Regions from separate parts of the Mus musculus genome. Here region 2 is linked to region 1. The links are chromatin contacts, called in public HiChIP or PLAC-seq maps. All regions are on one chromosome and are shown on one strand. The core of a region is the stretch at or near the end of the contact, and the rest is flanking DNA. Distances in the headings are between cores, read along the strand shown. Region 1 overlaps 4732471J01Rik (RIKEN cDNA 4732471J01 gene). Region 2 overlaps Tgfb1 (transforming growth factor, beta 1).

Region 1 (5,523 bases), core at 2,671-5,170:
TTATGCCTTCTGATCCTCCTGGTTGAGGGCTAAGTCTCTGAAATGAATTTGCTGTAGAACGCAGCTACCAGAAATGTCCACAAAAACAGATCAACAGGTCACTGCCTACTTAAAGCCCCCCACTCATAAGAGCCCTAACTCCTCTATGGTGTTGGAATTGGGAGTAAGAATTTCCATAGTCTGGCAGGACCCCATCTAAGAGGTCCTGAATGAGACCTGTCCAAAGATATCATTCCATCTGCCTAAAAGGTGCCCCAATGGGCAGCACACTAGCACTGTCGCAGGGTGAATCCCGGCATTCAGGAAGACATGCACACTTCACTGAAGAACAAATAACATTGATAGTTAAGCGTTCAAGCACTGGATCCCGAGTTCATCTTTAGTCTCATTTTTTAGAAGTCACAGCTAAGGCCTAAAGAGGCAAATCTACTTGTTCAAGGTCAGAACCCAGGTCCTGGCCCACAGCTCCTGTTTCATCTGCTAACAGCTTGAACGACTCTCCTGTGCACATCTGTCTGGGATTCCCACAAGCTTTCCCTTCGGCTGGACATTGACTGGGACTTCTGTCCCCCCACCCCCACTTCCCATCACCCCCCACTCCCCCACCCTCCCACCCTCCCACCTCAAGCCCACAGACTGAGCTGGCCTAGAAAGAACAGAACAGGAAGAAGTGAGCTTTGGCACTCCTTCAGGGGCAGTTTCAGGGGCCAGACACAAGGGTTTTTGAATACTGAAAAAAATAGGCCTATTGTCTCTGTGGGTGGGACCAAACCGTAGCAGGAGCTAGGAAACCAGTTTCTTTGTGCCCAGAGCTGAGGACTTAGCCATGAACTGTAAGGGTGGAGGTGGGTGTGGGGAGAAAAGGCTGAGACCTTTAAGAACAGAGCAATGACAACAGGCCCTACTCATCTGCCCCACCCCCACCCACTACCGGGTTTTTGTTTGGTTTGGGTTTATTTCCCCCTCACATATGCCCCATATGGCTTGGTGAGTCTCTTGGGATCTAGAAGGTGTGGTTTCCTGGAGGCCAGTGGAGTCAATGAAGCATCGTGGAACAGGATGGCTCCATTATGAGGGAGGCGTTTAGAGAAAGCTGCTTTAACACTGCCCCACAGGCCAGGGAAAGAAAACAAGGAACTAAACCCTGAGCTGCAGACCCATCCCTCAGCAACGTGTGAGGCACTTGTCTGCAGACTGGGGCCTGGCCAACTTAGCAAGGCAAGAGTCAGGCTGAGCCCCAAACAAGGATTTCAGCATTTTATCCCATGCTACTACGTCCAAAAGTCACTGGACATTGATTCCAGGTTGCCATAGCATGTCAGTTCATCTGACCAAAAAAAACAAAACAAAACAAAACAAAACAAACAAAAAACCACTGACCACTTTCTTCCATGACAATCATGTGGTGGACTATTTACACTAACAAGTTCTGTCATTTATGCTAAGGACAAAGACCTCCCCTCCCGCCTTTACTCAAGTCACCTATCTGCCAATGCCTTCCTCTGGCCCTTTGGACCCATTCCTATGCCCCAAAGATGACTCTCAGAGGCCTGGCAGATGTTCGTGAGGTGCACTGAACACATCCCAATGACATCCTGGAAACTGAATGTGAAATGAGGATGGGACAGCTATCCCTCACACTCCTTTCCACCTATGACCTAGACCTACTTGCAGTCCAGCGGCCCAACCTTTCCAACGTCTTCCCTTCCATCCTTTGCTAAAGGCTACTCCGTGAGCTCCTGGAGCCCAAGACTGCAGGCACCTGCTCCCCAATTCTTACAGTTCTGGAGGTCACAATTCAAAACGTCTCTATGTCAAAACAAAGGCATCAGCAGAATAAAAAATACTTTTGGAGGTTGAGAGCTGAATGTAACTCTGCCTGATATAGCTCCTGGAAGTTTCTGCTCCAGGATCCTCTTAACTTACCTGGACCACTCAGATATCCAGAGATCTCTATCCCAAGATGCTGACGTCATTGAACCTGCAATGTCCTTCAGGCAGATAAAGGGTTCCCAGGTTCCAATGGGATGTGGACACTGGGCAGTCACTATCTGACTTAGCACAAGTACCCTTTCTAAACATCACCAGGGACATGAATTCAACCTGCTTTCCTTTTTTGCCTTTCATTTGTCTGTTCGGTAGGGAAGCAGGACAGGCTTTGAGGTAGGACACTGTAGCTCCAGCTGGATGACCCTGGGCAGAACCCTTGATCTCCTTCACCTCATCTCTCATGTATAACACAGAATAAGAAAATGACAGTAAGAGACTAGAGTCATGCAAGTGCCTGACCTGGGATGGCCCCCATAAGTATCTTTGCAGTCCTGTCCTCTCACCATCCAGTTCTCTCTCCCAGGTCTTTTCCCTTGTCTTAAATGACAAGCCTCCATGTAAGCTACCACACAGCCAAGACCAGCGTACTGCCTTCTGTTGTGACTCTGCCTCAGCATTTCACAGGGGAGTCTACAACCATCTCAGGGTGCCCACTGGGTTTATATGGGGACACCCTTTTATGAAGCCCTTTTTATGTTCAAATAAAATACATGCTCCCTCAGGGCACAAGTACCAGTCTCAAACCTGCTCATTTCCTTATTGGAGCCTTCTTCGGTCCTTCTCTTCACACCTTATAAATGAGAACAGTACAAAGATGAAAATAATGACTCTGGCCTTTTCATAAGGAACTATCTTAGGCAGATGAATGCTCTTCCCAGGGCATTCCCTGAAATCTGTATCAAGGCTTGACAAAAACGTAGGTAATTTTAGGATCCATGCCTGGACCTCCAGGAGATTATAACTGCTTTCTCATCCCTTGTAAACTCCTTTTGCGCAAAGCTATTTTCCAAGAACTACCTAGTGAGACCCGGAATGCCTGCCTCCCTGGGTCATTTCACTTCCAGCTTCCCTGCCAGGACCCTGCTGCAAGCAAGCAACCATCCCAAAATAGATACCCAGGCTAGCACCTTTACCTGCTCCCGTGATCACAACCACTCACACTCAGCACCCATTATCTAAGGCTTTACATGAAGTGCTATCCTCTCAAAAGAGTCTATAATCGTGCCCATTTCTACAACCTAAAAAAGTCAAGGACAAGGGCGTTAAGTAATGTGCCCGATATGGACCAACTCCATAATTTAACTTCATCTGCACTCAATCTGGGCAAAAGCTGTCTTAAATTTTTCTGAGATCTCCCAAACAAAATCCACCTTCCAGAATGATTTTGACCTCCCCCACCCTCCACACACACACACACACACACACACACACTTTAAGATTGGACACAGCCAACATAAGCTGTTTTCTGTCTCAATATTCACATAGGCGCCTGCTTCCTAACACCTAGCACAATTTCAAGGCACTTCCTTAGCCTACTGTTTATGAATCGTTACTTTTTTTTTTTAGGAAAATGCAGGACCAGATTCCCTGACCACATAAGAAGTCACAAGTTGACAGTCTTGTGAACTATTTGCACAGCCTTTCTCAGACCATAAAAGGGATGCACCAAGAAGAAATGCAATAAGGAAGTAGAAAAACCAGGAGAGTTCCTGGAACAATCACAAAGAGGTGGAGACTCCAGAGCCAGTGCTTAACGGCCTTGAACCATGCTTGGCAACCCCACCTGTCCCTTTCTATGCCTCTTGGCATCTGACTTCCTTCTCACCTGTCCCTTTGGCCTCACTTTCACAGACCTGATGAGTGGAGGAGTCAGAAAGGATTCATGAGAGAGCTGACTCACTTATGTACACTCACTCACCTTGGGACAGTTGCTACGCAGGGCGCAGGATTTAAGGACAATTAAGGAGTTATGCTTCCTAGAAATTATGCTGTCATGTTTGTCTAAGCAGAGGTGGGCCCTCTGGCCCTTAGGAACTTACATCCTCCCTTCTCCCTAGGTTGGGTTACATTCTCCTTTTAGTAGGTCATTTGTTTACTAAGTCATACTCAAGAAAAGAGAAAAAAAACTCAGTTGGATGGATTCCTTAAAGTCCCAAGCATTCCATTCCATTCTAAAATGTCTGTTGTTTTGGTGATGAGCAAGCAAAAAAGAAATATTAAAGGCCATGCAGGAAATTGATAACAAGTTTAACCATAAAACCATGAGTAACAACCTACAAAATGCCTTTAGGGACCACTGAACCACAATAATGAAGAGACAGGAGTCTAGTACTGCGACCTTTCCATTTGTATCTCATCTATAGGTCACCATGACTCATCCTCACACAGTTAGCTCTTACCTCAGAACTTGTAGATGGAACCAGCCTTTAGATACACACATATATTCATGAATTTCTTTCTATGCTTTAAACAGAACTTCATTATGTAGCCCTGGCTAGTCTAAAACTCACTATATAGACTAGGCTGGCCTGAACTAATAGAGTTCCATCTGTTTCTGCCTCCCAGAGTATACCCCCACAGAGTATACCCCCACAACCAGTCTAGATTCAAATATTTTGGAATCTGAAGCTCCTGTTTCCACTTCACACCATTGCATCCACAGAATTCAACGATAACTCTAGTGGAAATAATTATACTAAACTTCAACAGTAAGACAGGATCTGAAACAAGGCTTGGGATGAAAAATTTGGGAGGCTGAACAGCAAGGCAGGAATCTTTCAGGACATAAAATGTGCGTCAGTCATGGTTGACTGCAGACCAAGGAGCCATGCTGAAGGACTATGAATGACACCCTAAGGAGTCTGAACTCGATCTATAGATTACAGGAATAGCTGGAAATGTGGATAAACAGCAGCTTAAGAAAATTAAGTTAGCTTTTAAAAGGATTACTAAGCAAGCTTAAATTTAAATAAGTAGTTCTTAACTTTGATAAGAAATTAAAATGATCTGGAAGCTTTTTTTTTTTTTTTGAGACAGTGTGTCTCTGTGTAGCCTTTGATAGGAACTCCCTATTACATCAGGCTGACCTGGAACTCACAGAGATCTGCCTGCCTCTGCCTCCTGAGTCCTGGGATCAAAGACATGGGCCACCACCTTTTACTGAACCAAGCTCCAACCTAAGGTTCTATATCATATTTACCTGTTTCGTGCCTTTAAAGGTTATTTTTAGTAGTGGGTATTTCTGTTTTACTTTGATTTTTGATTTGAAGTCCTGGTGATTGAACCCAAGGTCTAGCACACTCTAGCAAAGTGTTCTACCTCTGAGCTTATCTTCAATTCCCTTAGTCTTCTCTAAATTGGTAGAGTTGTTCCAAGTTTTTGTCTTCATGACCATAACATTTTGATTTAGTTCTTTTGTTTGGTTTGGTTTTTTTTTAAGATTTATTTATTTATTATAAGTACACTGTCTTCAGACACCCCAGAAGAGGGTGTCATCTCATTACAGATGGTTGTGAGCCACCATGTGGTTGCTGGGATTTGAACTCAGGTTAAGAGCAGTCGGTGCTCTTAACCTCTGAGCCATCTCTCCAGCCCGTTTGCTTTGTTTTTGAGGCAAGTCTCGTTTTTGTAGTTCAGCCTGGCCTGAGCTTGCTATGGAGCTAACTGTTCTTGGAAGTGGCCCAGATGAACTTG
Region 2 (5,125 bases), core at 1,390-3,889, 280 kb before region 1:
AACTCATCCCAGATATGCAACCCGCTGGTATAGCAAACAGGGCTAGCGGGAACCCACAGAAAGAGCTCCAGCTTGCCCAGGCGAAATGTGAAGCGGCAGACACTCAGCAGAAATGTGGCACTGCTAGCCACAAACACAGAGCTGAACACACACCCCAAACTGACAAAGCCAGGCAGGCCAAAAGCCCTCAGGGATCAGTGGGGGTGGGTTGAGGGGAAGAACGGGCTGCTCTGAACACCTAGAAGGTCACACTGGAAACAAAACACATTGGTACTGTGTGCGCCTGGAGATTAGGCTTCAGGGGAAATTTTGTTCCTGCCTCTCCCACCCTACCCACCCTCGCTCACCCAGCAGGTCCAGGACGGGACAGGAAGGCCTGTGCAGGCCTCCTTGGCTGCTTCCTGCCCTGGAAGTTGGACGGGAAGCTAGGGCTCCAGGCGGAACCCAGACTCCCTCCCACAAGTTCCCCCGTGCCCCAGCTGCCTAACCCTGTATCCTGTCTGTCCTGTGTGAGGTAGATGCTGGTGGGTAGGAGGGATGTGTCCTGTGCTGGGTCAGGCCACCCATCGAGCCCAAGTGCCAGGGCAGCAGAGATGCTGAGCCTGCAATTTACCCTCCCCCAGGCCTGCCAGCAACCAGGCCTGCCTAGGAGCAACAGGCAGGTGGGTGGGCTATGTCACCAGTGGGCAGGACATGGGGCACAGCCAGCAGTTGTCATATCCGCAGGCTCTGGGAATGAAGGCCTGGTATAAGGGCTCGGCAATCCTGGGGGTGTGTCTGGGTGCGTGGGAGCTACTAGTCTGGGATCCTGGGTGTGACTGTGTCTGGGTCTGTGGGGCCACTTGGGACTCCCCAGGCAAGTGGGTGTGTGTGAAGAGTGTCAGACAGTAGCTGTGACCTACTGGTAGTCTGGCTGGGACTGTGACGTGTATGAAACCCCGGCGTGTGTGGTATGAGTGGGTTTGCAGCGGGTCACGCAATGACCATGACCCCGTGGAGGATGTTTGTGTAACTGCCGGGGGGAGTAGTCTGTTTCCCAGCTGGGCTCTGATGCTGTGATGTGTGTCTGGTGTGTTTGACACTGTGAATCTGTCTGGCATGTGGTGCAAGCTTGGCCCTATAATGTATATTTATGTGATGGCCTTTTCTATCAAACTTTCTACTTGTGTCATGTCCTGTGAGGGCCCAGGGCTGGACTGTTTATAGTCTGTATGTGTGGTCTGTGTCGACTGCCAGGTGTCAGAATCTATGTCACTAGTCTTGAGAGGTGAATGTGTTGGTGTAGTTGTGGGACCCTGTCCATACTTTGGCTTCTGCTGGGGGTAGTGGGGCTATTCAGCAATCCTTGAATGACTACAATCCTGATTGTGTTCTTGCTTGCGTGTTTGTGTATCTGCCAGGCCAGAGCTAGTGGCAATGACAAATGTTCTTGTCCTGCCCCAAACCCCAACCTGTTCCTCAGAGGCTCTCAGCCCCTGATGGGACGAGACTAGGAGGCCTCTGACCCACTCTTCCAGGCTCAGTGCTGTCAACCTCAAACCAAAGGAACTCTGCCCTCAGTCACCCTGCCTCCCTCCCTCCCTCCCTCCCAGACACTCCCTGAGTGGAAAGCAAGTTTAGGAGCCCTGGGGGCCTGAGAAAGGCAGAGGGTAGGGGAAGTGAAACACAGGAGAAAGGAGGAAACGGGCTTGAGAAAGAGGAAGCAGGAGAGAATTCACAAGCTCCCCCCAGCAGATGGGAAGAGATGAAACACAGGACTCGCTAGGCTCAGGCAGCCGGTCTTTCTTGCCTGGGTAACTTATCTTCCTGAGGACACATGCATGCATATACGCTCATGCATGTGCACTCTCTCTCTCTCTCTCTCTCTCTCTCTCTCTCTCAACCCCAGGAAGGGAGGAGGCAGGGTGACTGAGGACAGAGTTCCTCACCATTCACTTAACTCGCAGTGATTTACCAGAAATGGAGGCCTCGGATACAGCTTTTTAGCTCATCTGGTAAGGCTATGTGTCCCCCAAGTTCTTTTGGGGTCCCATACTCCTGATCAAGATATGATCAAGAAAGCAGTCTTAGATCCATGTGCAGATGCTAAACTAACTAAGTTCTGTGGATTTAGGAAGTAACCACCTTCCGTGTGTGTAAATACTTCCTCCTGTAAAGAGCACACGATCCCCCAAAAAGGATAAGCAAGCTTTTGGAGAGAGTGGGAAGGACTGAGGGGTTTTCCATATACTTAGCTCTGCTTGGCTGGGGGCTATGTAGATCAGGCTGGCTTTGAACTTGTGGTGATGATACTCCTGCCTCTGCCTCCTGTTCAAATTACAGGCAGCCTGTTCAGACCACACCCATCTTCACAGGTTTTCCAGAAGGACCAGGTGATATTGCTGGCCCTGCATACGAGGCTGCAGAAACAGTACATGGCTCCAAACAGTATGTGGAGGAAGCAGCGAGTGTGGCCGTGAGCCAGCGGGACTTATTTACAGAAACAGGCTGCAGGCTGCAGGCTGCAGGAGGCTTGGGGCCAACCTTGGCCAGCCCCTGCTCTGTCAGGCTGTGGGAAGAAAGCTGTGATCAAGGACAGCCACACACCTGACATGTAGGAGAGTTGTCATTCCCTGGCTTGTGCTGACTTGGATCTGACTCAGCGCCCAACACCCTTCCCTTAGACTCTTCCAGTCACGTTGCTCTCTTTCCTCACACAGTGGCACACCCCAAGATGGCTGTCACTTGTCACTTCCGGTCTTCCAAGAATCTCTCTCTCTCTCTCTCTCTCTCTCACACACACACACACACACACACACACACACACTCCCTGATTCCACTTCCTTCTTGTGGCTCCCCCTCCCCCTAGGCTCCTTTCACCCAGTGACATAGTCAGCACCAACACCAACTACTGATTTGGTGTTTTGGTATTTTGGAGACCGTTTCTTCTATGTGTAGTCCTGTGTATCCAGAACTTGCTCTGTAAACCAGGCTGGCCTCAAACTCAGAGACCAATCTGCTACAGCCTCCTGAGTGCTGGTCTTAAAGGCCTGTGCCACCACATTCTGTGAATTGGGGGTTTTTTGGGATAGGGTCTAATGTAACCCGGAAGCCCCAGAGTTCCTTATCTAACCCTTGCCTTCCCACTGCAGGCATTTCAGTACCACACACTCAACTCTGAACCAGTAGCCTGGTTATATCTGAGCTAGCCTGAGCTATATCTATCTGCCTGCCTCAGTCTCCTGAATGCAGGGACTTGTCACATGGGGCCACCACAACCCACTGTATCAGCACTTTTTGCTCTTCCATATACTCATCATCCAAGAAATGAATTCATCCCAGCAGGAATTCAGGCTCTCCCGGATTGCCTCGTGGATGCTCAGAGGTATAAAGCACTGTGAACGGTGCCTAAAGAGATGATACCTGAGTCTAATAGGGTTTTCCCTGGGCCTCAGCGTCGCCCCCTGGAATTCTGGGATCAAAGCCGGCGTTCCTTAGGGAGTGCTGGAGGCGATTGCACAGAAAGGGACAAGATGTGGTAGGGGCGTCAGCTAAGAGGGAGACGCAATCCGGCGGCCAATGACACGGAGACCACCAGTCCTCTGTCACCTTTAATGGGCCCCCCAGGTGGGCTTGAGGGGGGGTGCAGGTGTCCTTAAATACAGCCCCGGGCGCTGCGGGCGGGGCGGGGGCGGGGCCGGGCCTGCCGGGAGGGGCGGGGCGGGGCGGGGCTTCAGCTGCACTTGCAGGAGCGCACAATCATGTTGGACAACTGCTCCACCTTGGGCTTGCGACCCACGTAGTAGACGATGGGCAGTGGCTCCAAAGCCTGCGGCACGCAGCACGGTGACGCCGAAGCGCCCGGGTTGTGTTGGTTGTAGAGGGCAAGGACCTGCGGGTGGGCCGGGGTCACTGCCAGAGTACAGGGGCTCCCCCTATCTCTCTCCCCACCAGGATCTCTACATTTCTGTCTCTTATCTCTGAGCCTCCTCAACTTCCATCTCTGTTTCCCTATCTCTCCCAGTCTATTTCTATATATGTCTCTCCCTATTGTTCTCTGTCCCTCATCTGTCCCCATCTCGGCCTCTCTCTCTCTCTCTCTTCCTCTCTCTCTCTCTCTCTTCATCCTATCTCCTCTTCCTGTCTGCCTCAGTCACTTACTCTCCCATCTCCAATTCTCCCCACCTCCTTTTCTGTATCTCTCCACATCACTAGCTCTCTTGCCTTTCTCACCCAATCTGTTTCTTTCCATCTCTCCAGCTCTGCTCTGCACCCCCCCCCTGCTCTTCTCCGTTTCTCTGTCACCCTATCCCGCTGACTCCCCACTGCTCTAAGCTTCCCATTCTCTCCCTACCACCCCAGCCTCTGCTCCAGCCTGTCCCATGAGCCAGACCCACCTTGCTGTACTGTGTGTCCAGGCTCCAAATATAGGGGCAGGGTCCCAGACAGAAGTTGGCATGGTAGCCCTTGGGCTCGTGGATCCACTTCCAACCCAGGTCCTTCCTAAAGTCAATGTACAGCTGCCGCACACAGCAGTTCTTCTCTGTGGAGCTGCAGGCAGGAGGAACAAAGGTCAGAAGCAGGGACAACCCTGCAGCCCGCTCCAGCCCTCGGCTGCCCTCAGCCTCCTGTCCAGCTCAGGCTCTCCAGGACGCCTGTGATGACAATAGTGACACTACAACCATCCAGGCTGCCAGTGAAGCACCTCCCACTGGGCAGGCACTTGAGAGCCAGTGCAGGGCTAGCAACAGTCCCATGAGCACTCTCGGGGAGGACGTAATAAGTCCTGTCACATCCCCACAGAACACACAGGAGTAATTCACAGTCCAACATGTGCCTGCACGTCCTATTTGTAGGACACATATTTACCAAACCTCTACTGAATATGGGGCTAGGGCCGGTGCTCCTGAATGGCACAAACAGGACAGATGGAAGCCTTTGGAGGCCATAGCTACTCACTCCTTCCTCCTGTTTACGTCAAATGCCTGTTATCACCATGAGTCTATCTGGCTTTCCTCAGTGTCCTCCCTCGCCCACCCTGACAGCCACATGGGCTTCCTCTCTAGTCCTCAGACCCAGTCATAGCCAGGCAAGAGGGCTCACACTTTCGATCCCAACACCTGGGAGGCACAGGCAAGGGTGATTA

Evidence for each region. HiChIP or PLAC-seq counts read pairs in DNA pulled down with a chosen protein or histone mark.
Region 2: a contact with region 1 is called in an HNF4G HiChIP or PLAC-seq map of pancreatic cancer cells. The contact joins two enhancer-like sites. A contact is called at or near these places in 1 of 15 datasets of contacts at CTCF or cohesin (large pre-B cells), 12 of 484 Hi-C or Micro-C datasets (cortical neurons, embryonic stem cells, pro-B cells and 1 more), 9 of 115 datasets of contacts at active chromatin or transcription factors (embryonic stem cells, large pre-B cells, microglia and 2 more) and 1 of 9 other capture datasets (embryonic stem cells).

What each region holds. Positions count from the first base shown.
Region 1 is chr7:25,428,673-25,434,195 of GRCm38.p6, reverse strand. The region is part of intron 4 of 4732471J01Rik (RIKEN cDNA 4732471J01 gene); the gene reads right to left. Among named protein-coding and RNA genes, the nearest start is that of Cxcl17, 19 kb to the right of the region's middle. Within about 2 kb of position 3,920, at least 53 of the 459 cell types and tissues checked have an H3K27ac peak or open chromatin away from gene starts, as enhancers often do. A contact at or near this core is called in pancreatic cancer cells, where this site is marked.
Region 2 is chr7:25,703,530-25,708,654 of GRCm38.p6, reverse strand. Tgfb1 (transforming growth factor, beta 1) reads right to left here. Exons shown (of 7, transcript NM_011577.2): 6 at 4,377-4,530; 7 at 3,578-3,871. The coding sequence ends at 3,713. Among named protein-coding and RNA genes, the nearest start is that of Ccdc97, 13 kb to the left of the region's middle. Within about 2 kb of position 2,639, at least 143 of the 459 cell types and tissues checked have an H3K27ac peak or open chromatin away from gene starts, as enhancers often do. A contact at or near this core is called in pancreatic cancer cells, where this site is marked.